Regions from separate parts of the Pan troglodytes genome. Here region 1 is linked to region 2. The links are chromatin contacts, called in public HiChIP or PLAC-seq maps. All regions are on one chromosome and are shown on one strand. Each heading gives the region's core, a stretch centred on a gene start, on an enhancer-like site or on the middle of the called end of the contact. The rest is flanking DNA. Distances are from core to core; before and after follow the strand shown.

Region 1 (4,599 bases), core at 1,081-3,580, 210 kb after region 2:
AAAACTACCCAATCCTTATCGATCAACAATAAAAAAGGCTAAACAGCAGCACCTGAAAAACTTTCCTTAGGTTGGATCTTTGACTTTTTATACACTGTTCTGGCTAGACACTTTCTGTTAAGTCTTTTTCTACGACCGAACTGCTATGAGATGAAATCGCCTGGATACTCACAATGATACAGCCTTCTATCCGCATATTCACTTGCTCATAGAGCCACACCTGAATCCGCGATCTCTGAAATAATCATAAAAGTGGAAACGTTAAAAAAAGAAAAATAGGGCCGGGCGCGGTGGCTCACGCCTGTAATCCCAGCACTTTCGGAGGCCGAGGGAGGTGGATCACAAGGTCAAGAGACAGAGACCATCCTCGTTAACATGGTGAAACCCCATCTCTACTAAAAATACAAAAAAAATTAGCTGGGCGTGGTGGCGCACGCCTGTAGTCCCAGCTACTCGGGACGCTGAAGCAGGAGAATCGCTTGAACCCAGGAGGCAGAGGTTGCAGTGAGCTGAGATCGCGCCACTGCACTCCAGCCTGGGCACAGTGAGACTCCGTCTCAAAAAAAAAAAAGAAAAGAAAAACAGGCCAGGTGCCTCGATTCACACCGTTCCCATACTTTGGGATGCCAAAGCGGAATAATTCGCTTTATGGCCAGGTGTTCAATATAAGCCTGCGCAACATTAAGCAAGATCTCCCCGCCCCCCGCCCCCCCAAAAATTGAAGTATACAAAACCTAACCATTTTGGTCAAACGACAAGAGAAATATGGCTCCTAAAAAAATTGTAATGAATGTAAGTCAAAAGTTTTAACTATTTAGCCCATATCTAAGAATTATTCACCAATAATAATAACCTCAAAGAGAATTTTCATTTAATAAGTTCTATATTGGAACTGTATAAGCTAATAATTTTCCTGTGATTTTGGGACTCAATATTTCTTACTGCTTCTGGTCTCAATCTATTAAGAGTGAAAGTTTTTGACAGCATAGCACAAAGCAGTAATTTCTAATGACCAAGGGCTTATCTCCTGCAGCAAAATCCAGTTCCAAAACAAAGCTTTCTCATGTCACACACCTAACAACTAGGACAGGAGCCCTCAATTCAGGTGGTTAAAAATTATTATCACCTGAAATTAATGTTTTTCAGTTGTGTTATCACACTATAAAATTTAAGTTGCTAAAACTTCCCTCAAAGGAAAGCAGCTGCCACTAAACTCCTCTGAAGCTACCCCTTCTCTCTTCCTTTTTTCGTCTTTAAGTTTTCCCACAGGTATTAAACACACCACCTCTTGACATGGTTTAAGTTGGCTGGGTTTTTCTTCCAATGTTTCATCCTAAAGGGGAGAGGTTCCAATGTTCTAGCCATAATCACTACTAACAAAACTACTGATGCCCAAATACCATGGTCAAGTCTGCTAATAATACTTTTTGGAATTAAAAAGTATTTTTGATCTTGCAAAGTAATGGATACAATTCTTTGCATGTTGGGAAGTGGCATGGATACACACCACTTCATCACATTAGTGCTAAGTACTCCTTCCCCTCAATTACCCTCCAATCTCCAGTTACATCTATTTTTAAATTCTAGAACACAGCAATCGCTCAGGTTAACACAAAAAACTAAATCAGTTCACCTCTTATTTAAAAAGTAGTTACGAAACAAGCAACTTACGTACATTTTGTAAGTATCTGAAGATGAGGTTCTGCACCACAGTGGCTAAGGAAAAAATACAAAAGCAGCATAGACTCTGCTTCCTGAAACAACTGGACGACCCTATTCCCGTCTCACCTTTGTTTACTAAACGCGAGGTCTGGTGCTTACGCAAACAACAAGTGCCCAGCTGGGCATTCATTAGGGGTCTTCTAAAGACTAAAGAACATCCATTCCACTTTCATTCCCCTGGAGTTTCCCAAAACCGTTAACTCCCGTTTTCACTCCGCACCTAAAGTTCTCTTCCCTCCTTTTGCCGCGTCCATTCCTGCATTCCCCACGGCAGGGGTCCACCCAAGACCACCTCCCCACCATCACGGTTCAACTACCCGCGCTTTCTTCCAGTCTTGGTAGCCCCGGGGGCTCATGGGATGTGGATCCGTACTCCGCTATCCCAGGCCTGCTCTCAGCCTGCGCCTTCGCACCCCGTATTCTGACCCGAACCTCCTAGTCCTGACATCCCGCGTAGGATACGATGGGCTGCACCATAACCTTCTGCACTTTCTGGCCCTGGCCACGGTACGCCATGGTGGAATTTCACAAAGCGAACAACCGCACGCGGCCTCTGAGAGCAACTTCCGGAATAAAGAACCGGAAGCGGAAGTGTGAAGGTCACGCGGCGGCATGGGCGGCTCCTGGGAAATGCCCCTCTAGCCATGAAGTCACGTTTCTCCGCTGCATGGCCTCCGAGGGAGGCCAAACTGAGGCGGCTGCGCTGTGGAAGGTGGGCCGGTCCTACAGCGCCACTTGGAGGGAGGCGGGAGGAGGTGCCTTCGGTTGTATAGTGGCCGTGGTATGGGGAGTGCCGTCCTGTCTCCAATTTCTTTTCTTTTTTTTTTTTGAGGCGAAGTCTCGCTCTGTCGCCCAGGCTGGAGTGCAGTGGCGCGATTTCAGCTCACTGCAACCTCAGCCTCCAGGGTTCAAGCGATTCTCCTGCCTCAGCCTCCCGAGTAGCTGGGACTACAGGCGCTTGCCACCACGTCCGACTAATTTTTTGTGTTTTTAGTAGAGACGGGGTTTCACCATGTTGGCCAGGATGGTCTCGATCTCCTGACCTCATGATCCGCCCGCCTCGGCCTCCCAAAGTGCTGAGATTACAGGCGTGAGCCACCGCGCCCGGCCTGTATCTCCATTTTCTGAGTTAGCTTGAAAAGCCAAAATCGTCCCAGTGTGTATCTCTATGTGTAAAATGAGTTAATTTCGTGCCTTTCCTAAAGCCTATTTTGCTGGAGTTTAGGCTTGATAGCAGCGTTGTGGTGGAAAGGGTAGGGCGGCAAGGAGCCCAAACTTCAGGCCTCCCACCTCTGGCAGTCGGCCAGGGGCGGTCTGCATTCCAAAGCCAGATGCCTGGTTCCCTCCAGTTACGGATTCAACTCTCATCCATTTCGTGGAGAGTTACTGTTCAGGTGGCAACTGAGGGTGGCGATTTACCAGGAAGACGCTGAAATCCACATGCTGGGCGCAAATCCAGCTCTTTTAGAGTTGGGTGACCAAGGATAAATTACTCAGCCTCGCCATGTCTTGGCTTAGTTTCCAAAACGGAGATTATAGTAAAGATTAACTTTACTCAGGGGCTTGAAGATTCAATGAAATAATTGTCTATGTGTGCACACAGTTAGGCGTCAGCCAGTGTCAGAACATGTCCTTCCCTGGATAACACAGCTACTAAGTGGAGCAGCTGGAATTTGTTAGGTGTGCCTGACCCCAAAGTCCACCTACCTTTCCATTGTGTCATGGCTTGTGGCCTGGCAGAGATTTCATTTAATTGGCATACACATGTTATAGAGGAGGAAACTGAAGTTTAGACTTTTGAAAGGACTTGCCTAAGGGAACACGGATTAGGGCAAATGGCAGAATCAAAATTAGCTTTTCTGAGGGCTTCTGTTTAATGGGGATAATAGTAATAACGACTTCAGAAAGGGGTTGAGTTGAAAGTGATTTTTAAACTACACAAAGCGGCCAGGCTCACGCCTGTAATCCCAGCATTTTGGGAGGCCGAGGCAGGTGGATCAACTGAGGTCAGGAGTTCGAGACCAGCCTGGGCAACATGGTGAAACCTTGTCTCTACTAAAAATACAAAAATTAGCCATGCATGGTAGCACATGCCTGTAATCCCAGCTACTTGGGAGACTGAGACAGGAGAATCACTTGAACCCAGGAGGCAGAGGTTGCAGTGAGCCGAGATCATGCCACTGCACTCCAGCCTTGGTGACAGAGCGAGACTCCGTCTCAAAAAAATAAATAAGAATAAATAAATAAATAAACTACACAAAGCTGGCAAATGCATGGGATAACTATTTCCTTTAAAAAATTTCAGCCAGGGCTGGGCACAGTGGCTCATGCCTGTAAATCCCAGCACTTTGGGAGGCTGAGGCGGGCAGATCACAAGGTCAGGAGTTTGAGACCAGCCTGGCCAATATGGTGAAACCCCGTCTCTATTAAAAATACAAAAATTAGCTGGGCGTAGTGGTAGGCGCCTGTAGTCCCATCTACTCAGGAGGCTGAGGCAGGAGAATTGCTTGAATCTGGGAGGCAGAGGTTGCAGTGAGCCGAGATCGCGCCACTGCACTCCAGCCTGGGTGACAGAGCAAGACTCTGTCTCAAAAAAAAAAAAAAAAAAAAAAAAAAAAATTTCAGCCAGGTGCGCTAGCTCATGCCTGTAATCCCAGCATTTTGAGAAGCAGAAGCAGGAGGCTTGCTCGAGCCCAGGAGTTCAAGACCAGCCTGAGCAACACAATGAGACCTTGGCTCTACAAAAAAATTTAAAAATTAGCCGAGCCTGATGGTGCGTGCCTGTAGTCCCAGCTACTCTGGAAGCTGAAGCAGGAGAATCTCTTGAACCCAGGAGGCAGAGGTTGCAGTGAGCAGAGATCATGCCACTGCACTCCA
Region 2 (4,610 bases), core at 759-3,258:
TTGAAACCGGCATGTCGTGATTCTTCGGGGGATACTGGTTTGGAAGGCATGAACTCCGGGAGATAGGGACCCACCTACTTGGACTGCTGAGAGCCAAGTACAGCCTAGTGGTCAAGAGCCAGCAGCATCGTCTCTGGCCGTCTTTGGCCAGACCCCTTCATCAGCGCCAGCGCCAGCGCCGAGGCGTCCTGCCCGGAAATTCCCAGAGAGTCAAAGCAAACTTCCCAGGAAAACTCTTCGGCTTCCTCCAAGCCTCTGTCACCGAGGCGGCTGCCAAAAGCGCCAGCGGAGTCTTTGCAGCTGCCGCGGGCCCTCCAGGGCGGGAGCCGCCGCTCCAGCGCTCGGGGTCCTCCCGGAAAGGTCCAGGGCTGAAGTTCAAAATTCACTTCCCGCCCAGGCCCGGCTCACCGCCCCGCCCGGTACTGTCCGGCAACCCCCACGTCTCTTGTCCTCTCCAGCTCCAGTTAAGTCCTGGAGCGCCTCCAGCCTGAAGACCCATGCGGGCAGCTGAGCGAATCCCGCGGGCGATCCCTGCGCGCCTGGGGACGGGAAGCAGCCAGAGCCGGCGCACACACACAACCTTGTGTGTGCGTGTGTGTTTACGTACGGAACGCGCGGGGTGGGAAAACAATGGCGAGCCGCTGGCAACTGAGCGACTACCCGCTCCGCATCTCCCTACCCCTAGGCGCGATCAGCGTTTGCAGCGGAATCGGGATGAAAAGGCTCACCTACGATATCCCAGGGCGGGAGGTGGGGGTAGCAAGAAGCAGCCTGCGGTGGGGGTGGGGATGGGACAGGAGCAGCCGGAGCAGAAAACAAACAGGATGCGGCGCCGGTCTGGTCCGCTGGGGAACGACCCTGAAACCGTGGCAAGGGGCGCGCGTCTGTCCCCCAGCACCCCACGCAACCATGGTGGAGGAGCTCTGCGCCTCGTCGCAGGCACCTGAGCCCCACGCAGGACGCGCGCAGGTCGCCTCGGCTTCCCGCTGAGAAATCCTTAAACTAGGCGCATAGTCGGGCTGATGAGAAAGACCTAGTCCTCTGCGGTCGGCGAGGAGCGGGTTGGGGGTGCACCCTAAGCTCGACCCGCGTGGTGAACGCGCGCGCGCGCGCACACACACACACACACAAACACACACACAGCCACGCACTGCCTTAGAGGCTGCCATCCCTCTCCACAAGGACCCAAGTCGGCCAGGGAGGAGCCGCCACTGCCCAGCGTTGTTGGGGGTAGGTGAGGGTCCGTCCCTCCTCGAAAAACTTTGCACAGGGTGGAAACTCGCAGGGAAGAGAGCCGGTGGGTGCCAGAAACGTAGGGGCGCAAGTGTCAAACTTCAGAGGGCTGGGGAAATGGGCGCGACGGCGCGATCATGGCGGGGAGGGGTGCACTTACTACTCAGCCAGGCGCCGGGCTCGGGGCTCGGGGCTCGCGGCTCCGCGCTCCTGCTCCTCCTCCGTGCGGTCCTCGCGGCTGGCAGCCTAGGCTTCCCGCTCACATGCCCCCGCGACGCGGCGGGCGGGCCGGGTTGGGGAGGCTGGGCTGGGAGGGGGCACGCCCCCCGCCGTCGGCCGGGGAGTCGCTGCGGACCCACGGCCACCCTGGGTCCGCGCCCCACGGGGGGCCGCCGTCCCGGGCGGCGAGCTCGGTTCCGGCCGGGCGGCGCCCTCTCCGCCGAGCCAGGCCGCTCTCTGCCCTCTGCCCTCTGCCCTGGGCTTGCGGCCGTCTCCCTGCCTTCCGCGGTCCTGCTCTGCGACTCGTCGGACGCGCAGCCGGCCCGCCCTCCCTGCTCTCCGGCTCTCCCGCTCTCCGGCTCCAAGCTCAGCGCCTCGGCTCGATTCCGAGTCAGGGCCTACCAGGCTGACCGCTGAGCTCTGGGCTCAGACCTGGGCTCGCCGGTTCTGGGCCCGGGTTCCAGGACCCGTGCTCACACAGTTCAGTTCCAAGCCGGGACTGGAGAAGGGCGCTCGCGGCTCGCTGCTGCGAGGCGACTGGACAGCCTAGAGGAGAAAGAGGGAGGGAGACCGAGAGCGCGCAGGGGGAGGAGGGAGGGAGGGAGGGTGGGGACTTGCAGAAGAAGGGAGGGACAGAGAGTTTCCTCCTCCTCCCTGCAGCCGGGTCCATCCAGGCATCAACAGCTGGAAACCTCTGTTGGAAAGGGGAAAGCTAAGGTTTACGGGCGGCGGGGAAGGGTGGGGGTGGAGTGAGGGGGTGTAGAGAAGAGAAGAAAGAAGGATTCTGCCCTCTCCCACTGCCCAGGTATGAGGGTCGCTACAGAGAATCTTCACTCCTTAAAGCAAGACCTAAGAAGTTATTGGTCCAGCTCCAAGCCTCCCAACCCCTCCAAACAGATAGCCTGGACTCGGGTTTTTTAAAAACCCCATTTCTCCGGACTTCCCTTAAGAACCTGATCTCTGCCGGGCGCGGTGGCTCACGCCTGTAATCCCAGCACTTTGGGAGGCCGACGGGGGCGGATCACGAGGTCAGGAGATGGAGACAATCCTGGCTAACACGGTGAAACCCCGTCTTTACTAAAAATACAAAAACTTAGCCGGGCGTGGTGGCGCGCCTGTAACCCCCTACTCGGGAGGCTGAGGCAGGAGAATCGCTTGAACCCGGGAGTGGGAGGTTGCAGTGGGCCGAGATCGCGCCATTGCACTCACTCCTGCCTGGGCGACAGGGCGAGACTCCGTCTCAAAAAAAACAAAACCTGATCTCACCTGTAGCTAGATGGATTCCTGATATCTCCAACCACTCCCTAATCCTGTCATTTGCAGCCTCTCAAATAAATCTTATTTTCTCCTGTCCCATTATATGGGAGGGTGGGGGAGAATGGAGAGTTGGTTTCCTTTCATTCAACGTATTTATCAAATGTCTACATATGACCAGGCGCGGTGGCTCACGCCTGTAATCCCAGCACTTTGGGAGGCCAAGGCAGCAGATCACCTGAGGTTGGGAGTTCGAGACCAGCCTGGCCAACATGGTGAAAACCCCTCTACTAAAAATACAAAAATTAGCCGGGTGTGGTGGTGCATGCCTGTAATTCCAACTACTCAAGAGGCTGAGGCAGAAGAATTGCTTGAACCCAGGAGGCAGAGGTTGCAGTGAGTGGAGATCGCACCACTGCACTCTAGCCTGGGTGACAGAGTAAGACTCTGTCTCAAAAAAAAAAAAAAAAAAAGTCTACATATGCCTGCCTTACCTTGTGCTGGGGACACGAAGACAAATGAGACGGTGTCCTGCCCTTTCTGGATTCTGATTTTGTAAAGGAATGGGTGAATATACCATTGCAGTGAAGTGGAGAGGGCTAAGATAGGGCAGGCAAATGGGCACAGGGCCACCAAAGACACTGGGATATGGGGACTGGAACTTCTTGGGGGAGGTGGCATCTGAAATGGGTCTTGGAAGGACCTGTGGGTGTAGGGCAGATTAAAGGAGTGACAATCATGGACCTACTAATAAGTCTATGCCCACAGTGTGGGTGGCCAGCATGTGTTCAAAGGTGATGGTCAGCAAGGCTCTGAAGGCCTTCTAAGGGCTCATCCTTGCCCACTGCTTTGCCTGGCTAACTCCTTTTATTCATCTTTTAGGTCTCAGCCTAGACATCAACTTTCCCTGAAGCCTTTCTTGATGGCCATATCTGGGCCAGGTGCCCCATCTGTGGGCTCTGGAAAAACCCCATTTGTAAATAATATGGTAACCATTCATTTGTCTGTCTCCCCCCGGACTGTAAGCTCAACAAGGGCAGGGATGTATCTCTCCAGTATGCCTAGCCAGAGATTGGGAAAGAGCAGGCCCTTCATAAATACTTATTGATCAATACTTGTTGATGGAAGGAAATGGGGAGCCACTGAAGGATTCTAAGCAAGGTCTCAGATGGCATCAATCTAGCTGGAGGTAGGAAGGAGGCCAGTGACCAGACAATGGCAGTGGCCGGGGTAAAAATGATGCAGGCCTGAGCTAAGCTGGGAGTAGGGGGAATGGAAAGGAGAAAACAGGTTGGTGTAAGAGAGTGGGAGAAGCCAACATTAAGGGCCTGATGTTTGGATAACTATGGATGAAGCCATCCTAGAAATCATGAAAGGGTTACCCAAATTGCCGGGCGCAGTGGCTCGCGCCTGTAATCCCAGCACTTTGGGAGTCTGAGGCAGGAGGATCACCTGAGGTCGGGAGTTTGGGACCAGCCTGACCAACATGGAGAAACCCCATCTCTACTAAAAATACAAAATTAGCCGGGCGTGGTGGCTCATGCCTGTAATCCCAGCTAATCGGGAGGCTGAGGCAGGAGAATTGCTTGAACCCCAGGAGGCGGAGGTTGTGGTGAGCTGAGATCATGCCACTGCACTCCAGCCTGGGCAACAAGAGGGAAACTCTGTCTAAAAAAAAAAAAAAAAAAAAAAGGGGGTACCCAAGTGCCACCAAGCCTTTCCTCCTCCCAGACAACATGCCTGTGTTTTCCACATATCTGGTTGTTTTTCTCTGGCCCCTGATCATCTTCAGGGGGGCAACTTGATTGTGGGTACCTCCCTGTAGCTGTCCTTAGCAACAGCAGATTGAGAGAGGAAGAGCAAAGATCAGCCCTTCCAGTCACTGCCACCAAATTAAGATATAA

The links. HiChIP or PLAC-seq counts read pairs in DNA pulled down with a chosen protein or histone mark.
Region 1: an H3K4me3 HiChIP or PLAC-seq map of stem cell-derived excitatory neurons shows a contact between it and region 2, with 3 times the contacts expected there. The contact joins the promoter of SNRPE here to the promoter of SOX13 in region 2. A contact is called at or near these places in 1 of 7 Hi-C or Micro-C datasets (blood), 1 of 1 datasets of contacts at active chromatin or transcription factors (stem cell-derived excitatory neurons) and 1 of 1 other capture datasets (stem cell-derived neural stem cells).

The regions. Positions count from the first base shown.
Region 1 is chr1:45,227,610-45,232,208 of NHGRI_mPanTro3-v2.0_pri, forward strand. SNRPE (small nuclear ribonucleoprotein polypeptide E) reads right to left here and starts at 2,331. Exons shown (of 5, transcript XM_001158544.7): 1 at 2,185-2,331; 2 at 1,676-1,702; 3 at 173-235. The coding sequence starts at 2,238.
Region 2 is chr1:45,017,494-45,022,103 of NHGRI_mPanTro3-v2.0_pri, forward strand. It overlaps SOX13 (SRY-box transcription factor 13), which reads right to left and starts at 2,009. Exons shown (of 14, transcript XM_016936606.4): 1 at 1,394-2,009.